Regions from separate parts of the Ovis aries genome. Here region 2 is linked to region 1. The links are chromatin contacts, called in public Hi-C maps. All regions are on one chromosome and are shown on one strand. The core of a region is the stretch at or near the end of the contact, and the rest is flanking DNA. Distances in the headings are between cores, read along the strand shown.

Region 1 (3,013 bases), core at 278-2,777:
GGACTGCAAGGAGATCAAACCAGTCAATCCTAAACAAAATCAGTCCTGAATATTTATTGGAGGGACTGATGCTGAGGCTGAAGCACTAATACTTTGGCCACCTCATGCGAAAAACTGACTCACTGGAAAAGACCCTGATGCTGGGAAAGACTGAGGGCAGGAGGAGAAGGGGACGACAGAGGATGAGATGGTTGGATGGCATCACTGGCTGGATGGACCTGAGTTTGAGTAAACTCCAGGAGTTGGTGATGGACAGGGAGGCCTGGCGTGCTGCAGTCCATGGGGTCGCAAAGAGTCAGACACAACTGAGCGACTGAAATGAACTGACACCTCCACATGTTCATGAAACACTGTTTAGTATGTTCAGTTCTTTTTTGAGTACTTTTGTTCCAAAATGCCCATTGAACCCAGTAAATTGGTATTGTTGCCCACTAACAAGTCATAGCCCACAGCTGAAAAAAAACTGGTCTAGAGAGACTGGCATAGGGAAGGCAGATGGATTGATTGTCAGTGTCTGGGAAAGGGAGAGATCTTTTCTCAAGCTAAATCATATATGAGGAAGGGATGTGGCCAGGCACTGTAATCAGTTCTTACGTAGTTGAGGCAGGTTTACAAAGCAGTAGCCAGAGAGAGATGACACCATGTTAAGATACTTTCCTTTCCACAGTGTTGGCAGCTAAGTTTCCTGAGCTAGTGTCCCTAGGGAATGTTGTCAGGCGTCATACATAATCCCACATTAAAAGGGTTGGGGATTTCCCTGGTGGCTCAGACGGTGAAGAAAGTGAAGTGAAAGTCGCTCAGTTGTGTCCAGCTGTTTGCAGCCCCATGGGCTATGCAGTCCGTGGGATTCTCCAGGCCAGAACACTGGAGTGGGTAGCCTTTCCCTTCTCCAGGGGATCTTCCCCACCCAGGGATTGAGCCCAGGTCTCCCGCATCACAGGCGGATTCTTTACCAGCTGAGCCACAGACGGTAAAGAATCTGCCTGCAATAGAGGAGACCCAGGTTCTGTCCCTGAGTCGGGAAGATCCCCTAGAGGAGGGCACGGCAACCCACTCCAGTATTCTTGCCTGGAGAATCCCATGGAGTAGCCGGACAGGCTACGGTCTGCAGGGTTGCAAAGAGTCAGATTTGACTGAATGAGTAGCACTGCTTTCTTTCCTAAAAGTGATTTCTGCATGAAAGCCCACTGTTCCCGCTCAAGGGGAAGGGTCGGCGCGCTCGCTCTGCCGTGGATTGGCATTGTTAGTTTCTCTTCCTAAAGACTTCCTCCACCTTGAAGTCAGGCTTGTCAGTGGAGAAGGGTATTTGGCCGTATGCTGCAGAGGTTTTGCTTTGTTTGCTCTCTATTTTTGTTTTTCACGCATTCAACTTTGAGTTTCCCCAGCGTACCGGCTCCAGAGTTCGCTAAGATACAGAGTGAGTGAGACCAGAAGTGAGTGAGACCAGGCATGGTCCGTGGGCGTGTGGGGTGTGCAGCCCAGAAAGCTGCACCCGGCTGAGTGAGAGCTCGTTTCTGACCGTTCCTGCGACAGTGCTAGCGGAGTGTGGGACTGGAGGAGCTGTGCTGGTCTGGGGAGTCAGGAGAGGCTGTCACGTCTGAGGGAGTGAGTAGATGACGGTGAGAGGTGGAGCGAGGCGGGAGGAGGCGCGTAGTTTAGGCTGCAGCAAGGACTCTCACTATCTGAGGAGTCGTGGGAAGCCAAGTGTTTTGAGCCAGAAGGGTTATTTTTTTAGCAGCGATTTAGACGACAGCAGAATAGGCATGTTTACTAGATGAGGATGCGTGCAGACTTAGAGGAGGAGTCAGCGTGGTTGCTGGTGAAGTCACCGTCAACAAGACTCCAGTGTTCTGGAATGGGGAGGGGGTGAACTCCAGGGACACTGACTGTGATCTCCGAGTTGGTGGGAATCTCTCTGCGATTACATCACTGGTACTTGGCGGTTAATCAGAAAAAGCTTGTTCAAGTGGAAAATTGTTTTAAAAGGATATATAAATATGTACTTTGAACATACTACTTTTCACTTAAAACTTATAAATACATATTCATTTTGCATGCAGGCACAAGAGTCTTTGAAAGTAAGTTCTTAAACAGTGGTTTAAGAACCACACTCCTAACACGTCGTCTACAGTCACGTTTCCAGTTCTTTAAAGTGAAGTGGGAACCAGATGCATCTGAAGTGATCTGGGTAAAGGTTTCCCTCAGCTTCTATAGCTACTTCACCCACGCCTACGTTTTTGACAGTCTTGGGGTTTGTTTTTCTCCCCCAGGTGTCTTGCTTTTTGTAGCTCTTTGAAAGCTCGTAGCCTCGGTTTTTCTCTTTTCTTTCACATTTACATTTCCGTGGCTTCTGCATACGTAATTAAATTATGTAAGAACGACATACAGGGCAGGCGCACGCCAGCCAGGCAGTGCGCGCCGGCGGCTCGCGGGAGGCGGAGCAGCACGGGCGGCGGCAGCAGCGCACGCAGGGCCGGCCGGGGTGGCGGGCTGCAGGGCTGTCTCTCGGGTGGAGAGGCGAGTGCCCCTAGTGTCGGGAGCGTGCAGGTGGGAGTCCCCAGGAGCGCTTCTGCAGTATATATATATTTTAAAGCAATAGTTCCAGTACAGAAGTTACAAGATTGGAATAAACCCCAAGTGTGGCATGACTGGGAAGCCAGAGTGTACAGTGTATAGTGTTTAAAGCAGCATTAATAAAAGTTTGAGTGGCAGGAAACGGTGCTCTCACAGAGTGTCAGCATTCGGATCCCAGGGGGATCCAGTGTGTTCTGGGTGAGCAGAGGACTGAAGGAGTTAATCCAGGCGCCGTCTAGTTCTTAACTGTTTTCTCCAGAACAATGCATGTAAACGTAGACAGATTCTCCTTGCATTTAATCATACGGCATTGTAAGCTGATTGCATCCACAGACGGACCGTAAAAATTTTTTTTTTTAACAAATTGATCACATTTTAATGCCAATACTTCCTGAATTCAGATTTTACAAATAAAGTGAAGAGATCTGTTTAATTGTGC
Region 2 (3,013 bases), core at 245-2,744, 74 kb before region 1:
TGAGCGCTAACCTTGCCGCAGTATTCTTGCTGTGCCACGTTTTTCCTCCTCCCTCAGGCTGTCTTCTCACTACGACCGAAGCTAACGTCCAAGAGAAGAGCTCTGACACCACAGGTACTCTTTGGGGCTCCTCATCCTGTCCTAAACAAAATGTGCACTGCCTAGTATTGTAGTCAAGATTCTCCCTTATTGTGCCAAGGCTTATCTTTTCAACTATGTTCCTAACATCATATCTCCACCCAGCATTAGCAATCATAACTCACCCTTGTCTTCTCTACTTCCAAGCCGAGCTCACAGTTACTATCTCTGTATGAGATATCTGCAGCTGGTGCTTCTGTTTCATCCTTTGAGTCGGTTATCTCAAGTGCCTCAGTGCCCTAAAACCCTTCCTCAGTTCCTTCACTGAGAACAATTATTGGCATCTGTGCAATTCTCTAGGGTTGTATAAATGTTTTATTTCAAATCCTGCTTTAAAGTTTCCTGTATATACACAAAGATTGTTTCTCATGTTCTACTGAAAGCTGCTAAGGGACAGGATTTGTATTCTATCTTATTAATTTACGTAGTCTTTTGGTGCCTGAAAAGAAAAAGTATTAGTTGCTCAATCGTGTTGGGGACTCTGTGCAACCCCACGGCTGTGGCCCGCCAGACTCCTCTGTCCGTGGCATTCCCATGCAGGGATACTGGAGTGGGTTGCCATGCTCTTCTCCCGGGGGATCCTCCTGACCCAGGGAATGAACCCAGGTCTCCTGCATAGCAGACAGATTCTTTACCGTTTGAACCAGTACAAAATGAAAATGTTTATCCACTGCAAAAGTCCTCAAGGAGAGCTGGGATTGTGAATTTTTGAAATGTCTAAGAACTACCTGTTCTCAAGCACGAACTCCACTTTACTTTGTTCAGAACTTACTAGGACGAGCAACATCTTTTAGAGACACACCGAGGCCCAGCAGGCGCAAACCTTGGAACGCTTGAGGCCTTGAGGTTCGAACACCTGCAAACACGTGCGTGAGAAGCGCTTTCTTCCAGGCTCCTCCTCTGTCCATGGTGATTGACGGACCAAACTGTCCAATCAGCCCTCCCCGCCTCTTTCAGCAACAGCCAATCACAGGCCCCGAGCGCCTCCAGACTACGAGACTGTTTACTAACATCGGAGCTGGGGGATAAGGGGCGTGGCCGTCCTGGGAATGTCGGGGACGGGAAGGCTCCGACTGCGCGTGCGCAGCAGCGCGGGTGGGCGGAGCAAAAGCCGGCCTCACCAATCGGATCGCACGCGCTCCTCCCTCGCCTGCCGCCCGCGAGCAACAACAGTTCGAGCCGCGGGGCGGGGCGGCTCGCCTCGCGTCAGACAGCGCTGCCCAACGGGGCCCGGCGCTGGCGGCGGCGCGCGCCCCGCGCCCAATCGGCGACGGCGACTCGCAAGGCCGCCGACCCTGCTGGCTGTGGGCGGGGCGGCTCCGGGGGAGGCGGGGAGCGGGGCGGAGTGGCTGCGCGGGACTCGCGGCGCCCGCCGAGGGGAGGCGGCGGGAGCGGGAAAGCGGCTCGCCCCGGCGTCCGGGCTGCCGAGCGGCCGCGCCCCGGCTCCGGGGGCCGCGGCGGGAGCTGAGGCGCCGGGCGTCCCGGAGCAGCCCGCGCGCTCGGGCGAGGGGAAGATGGAGGAGAAGGGCGGCAGCGGCGGGGACGCCGGCGGAGAGCAGCTCCGCGTCGTCAAGCACGAGCTGCGGACGGGTGAGCGGCCCGCCCCCTGCCGGCCGGGCCCGGCGCGGGGCTGCGCGGGGCGGGGCGGGGCGCCCGGCGGGCGGCGGGCGCGGGGGGCCCGGGCGGCGGGCGCGGGGGGCCCGGCGGCGGGCGCGGGGGGCCCGGGGAGCGCGCCCGGAGCCCCCGGGGAGCGCGCGGCGCGCCGGCCTGGGCCCGCGGCGCTGACTGGCCCAGGGGTGCTCGCGCCCCGTCCCGCCCGGGGACGCACCTGCCCCTCGCGCGTCTGGGAGGCGCGCCTTCCTCGCTGCGGGGGGAGCGACGCTTGGCTCGGAGCGCGGCTCCCCCGCTCTCGCCTCCCTGGAGGGGCCCCTGAGGTGCGGGCTCCTGGGCCCGGGGAAGGGGCGGCTGTGCCCCGGCCGCGTGCAGTCCAGCCGCAGCGCTGCAGGCGCTGAGGGCTTTACGAGGCGGCACAGTGAAGTACCGGACGTGGCCTGGAATCTCTGTCAAAGGTCTTCTGAGGAGGCTCAGTAAATTCAAAGCTCCGGGTAAACCCGGCTGATTAGCCCCCTTACGGCGCTCACGCGCTGATTTTGGGGTCTCTCCAGTCGACTCAGGCTTTATACTTGTTACTTTAGTCCTCGTGGGTCTGGGTTGTTCCTTATGGGAAACGCTTCTTCCGACTAATCGGTGTAGATTGGGTTCATATTTGTGGAGTCCAGTCCCCTGTTAGAGATCCTTTTTCATTTCTGAACAGATAATACATTTTAACGAGTTGCTCATTATTTACTAATAAGTATTTCTGTGAGGGTTAAGAATTTCGATTCAGCTTCTTTGGCATCTTGGGATATTCTTTTATTGTGTGGGGACAGAGCTTACGTAGCAGGTTTCAGGTGTGTGCCTAGCACACCTTGGTATAGTTTTGAACAGATTGCAAAGTTATATCTGTCGCTTGTTCTTTTAGTTTTTGTTGTTGCTGGTTAGCATTCCATTGAGCGCCAGTGTGGTGACTTAAGAGGGATGTCAATTGCATGCTTACTTATTTCAACATTAACATTGGCTTAAAACTTTTTTTTTTTTTTTTGGTCAATATGAGTTTGTTATGTATCTTGAGCCAGTTACTCCATAATTTTTTGGAGTTCCTAATGTAACTTGTGTGGGCTTGTTTGGTTTTCCTGTCTCGGTTTAATAGACAACTGATGTTTTCACAGGGCTATTCAATACTTTATTCCATAAGTTTTTTACTTTATTCTTTTCTGTTAACATCTGATTTGTGCCAGGCTCAGTGTCAGGCGCTTTCTGGTGTGGAGATTTTGAA

The links. A called contact is a pair of places that touch in the nucleus more often than the background predicts.
Region 2: a Hi-C map of tail adipose tissue shows a contact between it and region 1, with 2.2 times the contacts expected there. The contact joins the promoter of RPS6KA5 here to the enhancer-like site in region 1. A contact is called at or near these places in 3 of 16 Hi-C or Micro-C datasets (blood, muscle and tail adipose tissue).

What each region holds. Positions count from the first base shown.
Region 1 is chr7:100,598,080-100,601,092 of ARS-UI_Ramb_v3.0, reverse strand. All of the region lies in intron 3 of RPS6KA5 (ribosomal protein S6 kinase A5), which reads left to right. Among named protein-coding and RNA genes, the nearest start is that of RPS6KA5, 74 kb to the left of the region's middle. Within about 2 kb of position 1,527, at least 27 of the 54 cell types and tissues checked have an H3K27ac peak or open chromatin away from gene starts, as enhancers often do. A contact at or near this core is called in tail adipose tissue, where this site is marked.
Region 2 is chr7:100,672,449-100,675,461 of ARS-UI_Ramb_v3.0, reverse strand. RPS6KA5 (ribosomal protein S6 kinase A5) reads left to right here and starts at 1,494. Exons shown (of 18, transcript XM_042252875.2): 1 at 1,494-1,728.